Regions from separate parts of the Anas platyrhynchos genome. Here region 2 is linked to region 1. A link is a contact called in public Hi-C data. All regions are on one chromosome and are shown on one strand. Each heading gives the region's core, a stretch centred on a gene start, on an enhancer-like site or on the middle of the called end of the contact. The rest is flanking DNA. Distances are from core to core; before and after follow the strand shown. Region 1 holds the start of TRNAU1AP (tRNA selenocysteine 1 associated protein 1). Region 2 overlaps LOC101804293 (lethal(3)malignant brain tumor-like protein 4).

What was found. A called contact is a pair of places that touch in the nucleus more often than the background predicts.
Region 2: a contact with region 1 is called in a Hi-C map of subcutaneous adipose tissue, with 2.1 times the contacts expected there. The contact joins the enhancer-like site here to the promoter of TRNAU1AP in region 1. A contact is called at or near these places in 3 of 8 Hi-C or Micro-C datasets (liver, skeletal muscle and subcutaneous adipose tissue).

Annotation. Positions count from the first base shown.
Region 1 is chr24:4,483,044-4,489,395 of IASCAAS_PekinDuck_T2T, reverse strand. It overlaps TRNAU1AP (tRNA selenocysteine 1 associated protein 1), which reads left to right and starts at 4,616. Exons shown (of 9, transcript XM_072027411.1): 1 at 4,616-4,838. The coding sequence starts at 4,812. LOC139999382 (a long non-coding RNA gene) reads right to left here and starts at 3,460. Exons shown (of 4, transcript XR_011804814.1): 1 at 2,411-3,460; 2 at 1,131-1,241.
Region 2 is chr24:4,653,542-4,659,287 of IASCAAS_PekinDuck_T2T, reverse strand. LOC101804293 (lethal(3)malignant brain tumor-like protein 4) reads left to right here. Exons shown (of 21, transcript XM_027443810.3): 19 at 2,077-2,243. Among named protein-coding and RNA genes, the nearest start is that of TMEM200B, 27 kb to the right of the region's middle. Within about 2 kb of position 1,412, at least 1 of the 8 cell types and tissues checked has an H3K27ac peak or open chromatin away from gene starts, as enhancers often do. A contact at or near this core is called in subcutaneous adipose tissue, where this site is marked.

The DNA of each region.
Region 1 (6,352 bases), core at 3,367-5,866:
GATCAGTAATGAGCTTTGACTACCACTTCCTTTAAGAATACCACTGGCAGCTAGAACTCAGTCATAAATTATTTTTACTTGCTGTGAGATCAAGATCGGAACAACAACTTTCATCAATAAATAAATAAGAATGACAAGTCTACAATAATTTGTAAGTATTTTATTGACAAGAAAATCCCAGACCTATACACCACTTTAAGCTGTTATCTTCATCATATAAAAAACCCTGGGCTTGATCAAAATTTAAGACATGCCATCTCATGCAATAATGGAAAACAGATTTCACTGCATATTTTCTCCTGGATTACTTAAATTACATTCAGAATCTCAGAAGCCATTCCAAGCTCAAGCTTTTGCTTTATATATCTTTATTTTTTATCGGCTTTATTATTTCAACTATCCCTGGCCAAATTCATCCCTGATCTCAGTCCATTGGCTACAGTTGTTGAGGACTGAGGATGGACTTGGCACCTGTGAGACCGACAGGGAAGGCTCTAACACAGTAATGTACAGTACCAAAAGCAGAAAAACTATTTGAGTCAGTTTCAGGCTCAAGCTAAAAATAGCAGATTCAAATTAAAATCTCCCAGGCCAGATTCTCAGGCTCAAACCCATTAATTTTAAAAGCTGAGACCACTCAGTGCCTCCCAGGAGGCCCTTAACTCCAGTCAAAGTTCTTGAGAGGTAACAGAGCTCTGAAGCTCATCGGATCCAGCCCTCAGCAAGCTGAGCTCCTAGAGCATCCAGCTAAGACGCAGACTGCCAGCATCGCCCAGTCTTTTGGGGGGCTCGAGGATCATACCTCCAGTGGATCATAGTAAATGTCAGTCAGAATATGCTCAGCGATTTTCAGGACCAAGTCCTTGGAGCATGAAATCATTACTGTCCCAGCAGAGGTGACAAGGCATACAGATGTTTCAGCTACTGGCAGCTGACATCCACACACAGCACAGAGGAATCCCCGTGTCTTTCTATTATAAGCAGCTGCCTCTTTGCCAGTTCTCAAGTTTTTAAGGGGAAATAAACAGTTTTTCAGGTAATATTCTTCTGGCAGTGTTTTTGCTCTTTCACGAGGTTAGGCGCATAAACAGCAATCACTTCAGACATGGGACAGAATATAAAATTCTTACCTTCTCCCAGTCCAACACGATCACATGGTCCTGGCTTCCTCTTGCACTTTCATTGCCCAATATCCATCTCTATGGATTATCCCAGGAAAAAGCAAGTTCTGTATTACTCAGCTGGAAAGAAAAATGGAAAGGAGTTATTAAAGACACTGGACTCACTTCATCAAGTGACAAAGACCAAACTACTGGCTTTGGGTAGCTGTAAGGTAATAACAGAGAACAAGCAACAGCTTTTTGGGCTCTGCGAAGCAGAGCTCAGTGCTAACCAGCGGATGAATTGCCATGTTGAAAAAAAAATCCTGAAAGCTGACACCTGAAAGGCAGTCACAGCAGGGACTCCAAAGAGGATGAGTGTGTGAAGGGATCGCAAGTGACACCTAGGCACAAAGAGTGCTAGTTGGCAACTGAATGTCTTTATTCAACTTAGTTTTAGCCGTGGTGGGTCTTGTTAGCTGTCTTGATTTTCTGCCAGATTTTGCAATGTTGTAGGAAAGAGTTTGGTAACATGACCTGACGATGCCCTAGAGGTTCAAAAATCAGAAAACAAATAAATCAAGCTGTAAACATGTTTTTAATCTGATTTGTACACACTCATGGTTTCTAAACAGCTAATATTCTGGAGTATTAAGTCCTGGCCATATTACAGAATGATGACAGAGATACAGATCCTACCCAGTATGAAGATACAGGATTTTCAGTCTCCTGCAAAAATGTAGTAAGAGTCAACGTTTATTACACCTTTCATCTGCAGGAAAAACCATCATGATCAACGTTTCTTTCGATTTCAACTTTTCTTGGTCGATTTCACACATTATTCTGGAATGAGAATGTTCTGGAGCAAGGTTGACGTGAACATTCACACTTAGCTTCACAAGAAGTTTCAGAGGATTAGCTCCTCCGCTCTGTGCCGCTCACATCAGGCTTAAGGATGCCAAATTTCACCACCTTAAAACCCTCAGCCAACAACCCGTGGTCCTGTGCTGCCCTCTCACGGGCTGCAAGCAACAGAGCAACACCACCTCTGCACGCCGAGACCCAGAAACTACAAAAGCATTGTACGGAGGGTTTGGATTGTCCCTGTCATCATCAGCTCGATTTATGGCATGCTGCAGTGACTGCACAGCCACAGCCAGGGCTTCAGCAGCTATGCCCAATGCCTGCCTTTCCATAAGAGGGTACAAGGCTCACAAGAAGCTCCTGCAACTACAACTGCTGTGTTTGGCAGCATGAAAATACCAACCAGCTCACTGGCATGCAGCCCTCGATCCTCTGGGTGCGCTTACCTCTGCTCCATCATAACCAGTGGTCTTATTTGCTCCAGGAACTGCCACCTTTGATGCCGAAAGCCTGGCAAAGTAAATTGGAAAAGAGAGAGGATCACACCATGCCCAATCCAACCCCACATGCTGGAGTGATGACTTCAAAGCCCAAATCTCACAACTGTTGAGTGAAGAGGCAGCATTTGACCTCACAGACACTGCACACAGGGGCAGCCCCCATTTGGCCAAGACAGCTGCTCCATGTGGGATCCTGAGGTGATTCTGCCCTGCCAGTCCTACAGCAGGACGCAGAGCAGAGGCTATGGCTGCTCAGACATCTCCTCACCCCAATAAACCACACCGAGCCTTTGGCCTCCTGGTGGCATTGCCAACAAATGTCCTTGTTTGTGCCTTTGTAAACCATGGGCCAGCACCAACAGAAGCGGTCTGAGTCGCCCACCCACAACAGAGAGCTGAAAACCTTCCACACCATTTATTATTCCATACACCTCCCATGGCTCTTTCAAGAAAACCTTGAAAAATTGACCGAAGTGCTTTTAAAACAACACAGTGGCAGGAATGTTATCCCTTTACGACCAAGTTATTTGAGATATGCAATGAGTTTCCATGATATTTTTGCACAGCACAATCTAATGTACAATTATACAAAGTAATTAATTCTGTTCTCTGGTTAAAAGCCTCACAATTTTTTAAGGCAATCCCATGCTGTGTGGGGGCCTGGGCTGACAGTTTAGAGAGCTGAAAAGAATTCAACCCCCGTCTCAGAAAAAGACTGATTTTTTAATTAGGAAATATCGAGGTTTGCTGTATTTGTCTTCACACATGAAACTCTGGAGTTTGTAATACCCATTTTCTTGCCATGGTCTACTACTGAAGGGGCTGGAAACTCACGTTCCCTTTGCAGGAAGAGCCTCCGTGCCCCCTTTGTCCTGTGCTCCTGCCCTCATCCCACTCCCAGCACGGCCTCACCTCATCTCCTGGTCCCCTCAGCCCTCTCCTCCTCCTCCTCAGCTCCAGCCCCGGGCCCCATCTCGCCCCCTTCCACCCAGGCCTGCCCCTCACCTCAGGTGTCGTCACAGGGCTGGGCCCCCACCCTGCTCCTGGCATCCCAAACCCTCCTTCTGGCACCCCAAACTCTCCTCACGATGCCCCAAAACCTCCTCCTTGAGCCTCAAACCCTCAATTCAGCACCACAAAACCTCTCACTACCCCAAAATCTCTCCCTAGAGCCCCAAAACCACTTCCTGGCATCCCCAACCCTACTCCTGGAGTCCCAAAACCTCTTCCTAACACCCCAAAAACCACATCCCAGCATCCCAAACCCTCCCCCTGATGCCCTAAAACCTCCTCCCCGTGCCCCAAAACCACCTCCCGGCACTCCAAACCACCCCCTAAAGCCCCAAACCCTCCTCCTGGAGCCTCAAACTCACCCCAGTGCCCCAAAACCACTTCCCGGCACCCCCAAAACCTCCTTCCAGCGCCCCAACCCTGCCCCTGGAGCCCCAAAACCACCTCCCAGTGTCTTCAACCCACCTCCTGGAGCCTCAAACCCTCCTCCTGGCGTCCCAAAACCACCTCCCAGTGTCCCCAAACCTCCCTCTAGAGCCCCAACCCTGTCCCTGGTGCCCCAAAACCACCTCCCGGTGTCCTCAACCCACCCCCTACAGCCTCAAACCCTCCTCCCGGAGCCTTAAACCCTCCTCCCAGCATCCCAAAACCACCTCCCGGTGTCCTCAACCCACCTCCTAAAGCCCCAAACCCTCCTCCTGGAGCCTCAAACTCTCCTCAGGGTGCCCCAAAACCACCTCCCGGCACCCCCAAAACCTCCTTCCAGAGCCCCAACCCTGCCCCTGGAGCCCCAAAACCACCTCCTGGTGTCCTCAACCCACCTCCTGGAGCCTCAAACCCTCCTCCCGGCCCCTCAAACCCTCCTCTTGGTGTCCCAAAACCACCTCCCAGTGTCCCCAAACCTCCCTCTAGAGCCCCAACCCTACCCCTGGAGCCTCAAAACCACCTCCCGGTGTCCTCAACCCACCTCCCGGCGACCCCAGTCCCTCCCCCTGGAGCCGATCCCTCCCCCAGAGCCCCGATCCCTCCCCCAGACCCCCGCTCCCTCCCCGCTGCCTCCCTCCCTCCTTCCCTCCCCCGGTGCCGCCCGCCTCCATCTTGAGCCCCCCGCCCGCCCTGCCTCGCTCCTCCTGCCGCCAGGGGCCGCTGCCGCGGGCCGGGGCCGCCCGTGGCGGCGGGGGCGCCGCTCTCTCCGCCCGCCGGGCGCCGCGGAGGAGGCGGCGGCGGGGGCAGCGCGGCGGCGGAGCAGGGCCGCGGGCACGGCGAGCGGCGGGGCCGAGCCGGGAGGGCGAAGCCGCGGCCCCGCCGAGCCCGCCCCGGGGCCTGCGGGAGCAGCATGGCCGCCAGCCTCTGGATGGGGGACGTGAGTGTCCGGCCGGGACCCGCGCGGGGCTTTGTGAGGCGGGGGGAGAGGAGGAGGAGGAGGAGGAGGAGGAGGAGGAGGAGGAGGAGGAGGGAGCCGGGGCTGAGGGCACTGCCGGGGGCTGGGGAGCACTGACGGGCGGACGGACTGACGGACACAGCCCCGCACTGACTGACTGACACTGACGGACTGACGGACACGGGCGGTCTGCATGCTGGCACTGACTGACAGACAGACAGACAGACTGACTGACTGACTGACTTACAGACTGACTGACAGACAGACTGACTGACTGACAGACGGACGGACACACACGCAGTCCCACATGCTCGCACTGACTGACTGACAGGCACAGCCCCGCACGCTCGCTCGCACTGACAGACAGACAGACGGACGGACGGACACACGCAGTCCCGCACACTTGTGCTGACAGACTGACAGACACACACAGAGTCCCGCACACTCGCACTGACTGACACACTCAGTGACACCCTCACGCTCCCTGACACCCACCCTGACACCCCCGGTGACACCCTCACACAGGCACACACCCCGCCACGCACCCTGACTGACACACACACGCTTCCAAGCCGACCACACTCACACACGCACCGGCTGACACACACACACACGGAGGTACCTCACACAGAGCCAGGCTCACAGGCAGGCGCACACCCCCGCAGGGACCCCCGTGTGCCCCCCAGCTGTGGGCACAGCCACGCTCGTGGCACTTGCACCAGTGTCCCTCGTGCTGGTGTCAGGTCCCTACAAGAACAACCGCTGTCGTGGTTGCGGTCTCGCAGGCGCTCACAAGCCTGTGGCTGACTTGCTGCTAGGCACCTGCGTGCTCACAAGCTTCAGGGGACACGCTCACAGCACCGGCACGCTCACAGCTCTGCACTCGTGTTCATGCTACACACAAAGGGACACCTCCAGCCTCTCCACAGCATCTTCTTCAGCCACCCCTCTCACAAACTCTCTGGAACACGAACGTGCAGACCCCAACAGCCACCACCTGTTGCCTCTACGAGTCTGCCTTTGGTGGACACACACACACCACAGGGACACCCGCACGGCCCGTCCCTACAGAGCAGGGCTACCTCCAGCAACTTGCACGTGGAAAAGCCAGTGGTGTTTCACACTCGCTCCTCAGCAGGGCATCTGCCAACTTTTGCACGTGCAAGGCAGCACGGCCGCCTGTTGTCAGGTGCACACAGAGACCACACCAGTCTGCATGTTCCCTCATCCACACGAGTGTAGGAAACACCCGGTACCTGACATGCACACAGGCATGCTGCAGGGCTGTCACCACAAGGCCATAGGTATTTGTACTCACACGGAGCTATTTGTATTTTCCCCACACCTCATCACCTCTTCCACCCCCAACCCCCGTGATGCCAGAGTGAACTCCGTGTGTGCACAATCCCTCTTTTCACTCACAAACACAGCCACCGTACCCCTGTTGCTTGTCCCACAGGCATCACACACAATCCTCATTTCTCTTTTCTTCTTTC
Region 2 (5,746 bases), core at 163-2,662, 170 kb before region 1:
TTTCTGGTATCACTTTGGCAAACCATATGCTTAACTTTCAGATTTACTATAAAAAGCCATTTCAGAGAACCGAGCTGACCAGGCTTTTAGGAGGATTTAACATGGTAATAAGTCTCCAATCAAAAATAGCTAAGCAGGCACAAACTGGGGCAGGTGCCTAGCTTTTTTTTTTTTTTATTCATTTTTACCTTGTGCTGACTTCTGCAGTCAGAGCTAGAGAAGTCTGCCAGCTCTGAGCTGTAGTTGCAGTTGGCAGGGAAAGCTGTCTGCTTTCCCGTCGCATTTACCTTAAGCAACGTGATGGAAATCAGTAGAGGGAAATTCTGCAATAATCCACTGACCTGTAATTTCGTGATTGCCCAGAGCTTTCATCCCATCTATATTTAAACTATTAGGACACTGCTTCCTTCTGAATGGACAATAATTTCTGTAGATCATGGTTTGGACACTTTCCCCGAGGATCTGGGCTCAGGGAAGGAAAAGGCCTTCCAGTTCGTGTTGCTGTGAGGCTCCCTCTCCCTCCAGGTGCCTGTCACTGTTCCTGTGCACGCTTTGCAGCAGGCAGGCTTTTTGTTCGCCGTGAGCTGCCGTGTTATCAATGTGACTAAAGGTTTAAAGGCTTACTGGTGACATTCAGGGCGGAGAAGGGGGTGAAATGAAGAAAAGCCAAGCTGTAAGGATGAGGAGGGAATAAAATGAATAGGGAACAGCCTGTGATCGAGGCCGTGCCCACGCAGCAGGGATGTGGCAGCACATAAGATCCTGGCACGAATGGGACCTCCTGGCACGGGGAGGGGGGTGAGGCCAGCTGCTGCCAGCCGCTGGGGACACAGGGAGAGACAAGGTGAGGAGCAGGTGACAGCCTCCCAGGAGCAATGTCTCATGCTGTGTCATCACCAGCAGCATCAGCTTCTGCACTAAGGAGCAGTTCTTTCATGGGCTTTATTTATTTAAGTTTTAATTCCCCCACTCTGGTCTCGTTATTAGAAATAGAGACCCGTATCTGATGCTGTCCTGCATCCCTTAGTGAGGTGGCGATGAAGGGAGGTGACCCAGCAGGGGACAGAGGAAAAACCTTTGCCTCTAACACTTCTTTCACCTCAGCTGGTGAGGAGCAGGCAACCTGTCAAAACGTTCCCTATGGCACTGCTTTCATTGTGCTTTACAAGCAGCACCTGGCACACCCCACAGGTCCTCACACACTGTCCTGCAAACGCTGCTCACAGTAACACTGAATAAATCTGAGGCAGGCAGCAGCCCTGTCGGTGCTGTGGCTGGGGAAGGTTTATGAAAACAGCAGCAAAACGGGACGTGGGTCCTGCTGCCACGGGATGGCGCCTGGCAGCCTGCACCGTGCCTGCTGGGGGGCGAGGGGACGGGGCACGGTACCCCTTGTAAAGCAGAGGAATGCTTTCCATGCTGTTTCCATCCTCTGCTTCACTTCCTGTTGTATAACCGGGCAAATCCCTGTAGGACCATGACTCTGCACTACTCAAATGATCTCATTAGGGAGGGGTGATTTCTTCTGTCTCCCTTTTTTTTTTTTTCCCTTCCTCCTTGATTTTTTTTTTTTAAAGCCTCCATCACTTGACACATGAGGAGGGAACTGATGTCTGGAGGTAACATGCAGCACTCCTGGCCTGGGAGCCTCCTGGGGAGGCGGCGAGCCCAGGCCATCAGCTGGCATGCTCCTTGCAGGCTGGCTACAGCTGTGAGCTGGAACGATGCCATTAGTTTCCAGCTGAAGATGCTGTTACCAGAACTCCTCCACCTTGTCAATAAAATGCTGCAAACATCTTCTGTGTTAGCAGCGTGACATCATTTTCCTGGGAGGAAGCTAACGAGCTAACGATAAAGCCTCCAGCCTGGCAATCTTATCTTATCTTATCTTTTTTTGGTTTCTTTTTCTTGGGAGGGTGGGGGAGAACGCCCTGAGAGCTGTGTGCCCTGCAATAGCAGTGCCTGGCTGCCTGCTTGTCCTGCCTTGCTTTTTCCTCCAGACTGTGACCCTTCCTCTTTTGTTGTAATTGCTCCTACTTGAAAACTCGCTCTGACTTGTCTCGTTTCCTTTTCCAGACCCTGATTTCGATCTCCAGCAGGCCCTCCACCAGTCCATCTTCATGCCTTCCCTGACCTCTAACCCGACCCACCGCCTCCATCTCTGCTGGGAGCAGCACTGCAAGCTCTTGCCAGAGGTCTCGGGCCTCACAGCCAAGCACGTGGCCAAATGGACTGTGGAAGAGGTGAGTTACCTGCTACCTGCTCCGCTCTCGGCTGCAGGAATGCCAGAGCCCTCCTTTTTATGGAGTGCTGATTAGAAAACATCTTTATTTTCTGTGCGTCCCTAGGTAATGCTTTGCCATTTGCCTCGCATATGCCAGAGCTGACTCAGCTAGAAGTTGTACCTGAGTCCTTTATAAATGGAGGGGAAAGATCCCTATTAACTCTCTGGTGCCCATGGGTTATTTCAGTGAATGAGACTCTCTTTGTTTATTTACCCCTTGATCTTTCAGTGCTCAGGCCTGAAACACGATTCTGACACCAGATTCTGTTTCTCTCTGGTCTCCCTCCCCCTCTCCTGTGACTTTCCTGCTTATTCACTTTTACGTTGCAGATAATTCCAAACTGCACTGTGCATACCCACTCCTCCCACGTCTCCCTGCCTGTTTCCCCTGCAACAAAACTGCCCACAGCCTGACCTGATTTCTGACAGAGGTAGCTGTGCAGCTGGGGAGATGTCTCTGCAGTCCCAGCGCTTGAGATGTCTCGTGTAATTAGGAGGCATGTGAAAACGCTGGTATCTTTTGTGTGCTGAGTAGTTGGTTTTTGCCTTGATGCCTTGGGCATAAATAATATTTGTATCTCCACTCGGGAAGCGGTGACAATTTGGATCCTGGCGCTTAATCACAGGCCATTTAATTGAAGAGAAATGTGCTGTAATGTTGCGCTTGCAAGGAAGGAGGTAATCTGCAAAGCAGGAAAAGGTGCCATTCTTCATGATGCATAGAGGATCTTCAGAGACTTTTAAAAAGTGCATTTTCCCTAAGTGCCTCTTACGTCAGATAAATCCAATCTTTACTTTGTTCTTCATGCTGGAGGACTGGTTGGAGTCTGGTGGGATTGCAGAATCACAGGGGATGGGAACCACAGCAAATGTGAAGGCAATAGAGCAATTAGTGTGGCTGCTTTAAAAACTGTCCATTTTTTTCTTCTTTTTTTCGTTTAAGTTTTAATGAAAATGAGTTAGAATTAAATTCATAGCAAGGAGGAAAAAAATCTCTCTGAAAGATTTTCTATTTGTATCCTTCTAAGAAAGCTTCCACTGATTTTTTATTTTTTTTCCAAAAGGTCTTTTAGTAAATCAATACAGGCAGGAGCAGCTAATTCGCTGACATGAAAACATTCAGAATCTCTTTCTTTTGGACAAAACATGGAGGTTGTTTCATGGAGGAGCAGAGACAGGATACAAGCCAAATAAAATTTGTCCTTTACAGTTGACCTTTAAAGCAACTGCTGGGTAAATTTAACTGGGATATTAGTTTGATAGCAGATGAATATAAGTAGGGACCACAGGGCATCGATGCAGGGCGTAGTGGTGCAGTGATTCACAATCCAGAACACAGTGAACTGCCTGAAACTACCAACGATGCGCTGACTACCAGTAGGAGTGCGAATGGCACATTAAAAAGATCAGCTGCAGCACCACAACAGACCGGCTAAAGTCCTTACAGGTTTTGTTTTGAATTTCGGTAAAGTGAATCGGGGTTTTGCAAATCCTGTTCCTCCCAGATTCCCGTAGGAATTAATTTAGCCCTTGTGTGAGCACTTGCAGGATCGGCATGTGCAGGGCAATGTAGCCGCAAGGTCTGGAAGATGAAAGCAGTAGGACTTCTCTGTGTTTTAGTGAGTCCAAAGTAGATTTGATCTGTCGGTGTTTGGGCTTCTAACATCTTCCTGCAGGGCAAACAGTCGCCTATGAGTTGTGCTTTGAACTCTGCTGCACAAAGGAGCCTATTCTGCTGATGTGAAACAAGAGCAATGGGAGTGCAAAATTCTCCTTTGGTTTCAGACCCAAGAACTGTTTTTATTTTATAAAACCCACATTAAGGGAAAAAAAAAATCTTGCTTTAATTCTCTGTTGGTTGAGAACAGCTGAAATGACAGAGCAGCAGCAGTACTTAGGGACCCTCAAGCTAGGAAACCCTTGGTAACACTGAACAGTTCAACCAGATTAGTTACTTTAATGCAGCTTTGTTATGTATTGAAAGCTTCCTATCATGTTTTCAAAGCACAGTTAGTGTAGGGTATGGAATCACAGGAGAACATTAATATGTGCTGGAGCTGAATTGTTCATTAGTTAATCCCTCATCAGATGCTAGTACCTTGTGAGGGGACTGTCCCTGTGCTAATTGCTTGTGGGTTACTGCATCTGAGTTAAGCCCAGCTCCTATCCTAAAATATCCTAAATGATATTCCAGTACTGTGCCAAGTGTGATATATCATATCTGGGATCTCATTATCACCCATTGCGTGGAGATTTAAGTGCTCTCAGAGTTACACAGCACAATTCCCCACCACCATCACTGATACGCAGTCATAGTGTAAGACACTTCCACCAGATAGCTCTGAGGTTATGATGTGAGGTTATTACCAGCAGGAAAGGCAGGCAGGAGTTCACCTCCTCAAAGGAAAGGCCCTGATCTGCCTGATCCCGCTGTGCTCCGGACCTATCCAACACATCTCCTGCCCTCCCCAGCCTCGCCTTTCCCTGGGTAATTGTGCGCCCTGCCGTGATTGTGCAGCTGTGTCGGGGTTCAGACAAGTTTGTTGCAGCCTGAGGTGCTGCTGTCCTGAGCTTCTGCTGCTCCCTTTTCTCCCCAGTGCCTTAGTTTGGGGACTGTCCTCTCTGGCAGTGGCACGGGCCAGGCAGGCCACCTGGCTCTGCAGGACCCAGGGTCAGGCTAACACCCTGACAATGATCCCTCCAGTATTCTTCTCTTGCATCCTCCTCCTTCCTCCTTTTCTCCATTTCTGGTAACCCCCAGGACCATTATTTGTTTAAAAGGCCTCTCTGGAGCAGGGTGCTTGCTGCGTACATACAAGTGACTTTGGGACAGATCAAAGCCCCATCACCCTGACCATGACAGTGGCCAGCAGCAATTCTCCAGGGAAGGACAGAAGAGAGGGAAGAGCAAAGTGAGCTCAGAGCAGTCCCCTGAAATCTCTGCCAACCTCTCCATGCAGCAGACCCTAAGGGTTTTGCCCCCAGGGGTCCTACTGTCATTTAAATTCTGGAAGATGCTGCCCTGCAGAGGCATTTTCATTTGTTTCTTTTCATTATAAGTTGGAGAGGAGTTCAAAAGGAAATAGAGTAGTAGTTTGTTACTTGTTTGCACTTCTACAGAAGAAGATTTGGGAGTCACTGCGTGCTAGAGCTGTGGATTTTAGAGGTTCTCTTTAAAATGGAGCTTTCCCTCCTAGCACCATGTAATGGTGAAACGTGAGAGGAGAGGAAGGCTCTGCTGGCAGATTGCGTAACAGAAGCAGCGGAGTCAGAGCTGCTCACCAAAAATCAGCTCTGCCAGGGTGGAGCAGAGCCTGAGGGCAGGCTGATAGCTCCCTGCTGACGGAACTGGGGGAAGGGAATGAGCACGAGTGGTGGGATCAGCTGGAGATGCAACGACGTGATTTAGGAGAGAGTCTGACAATCGTGAGTTAAAGGGAAGCTCATCTTTGACAGCAAACC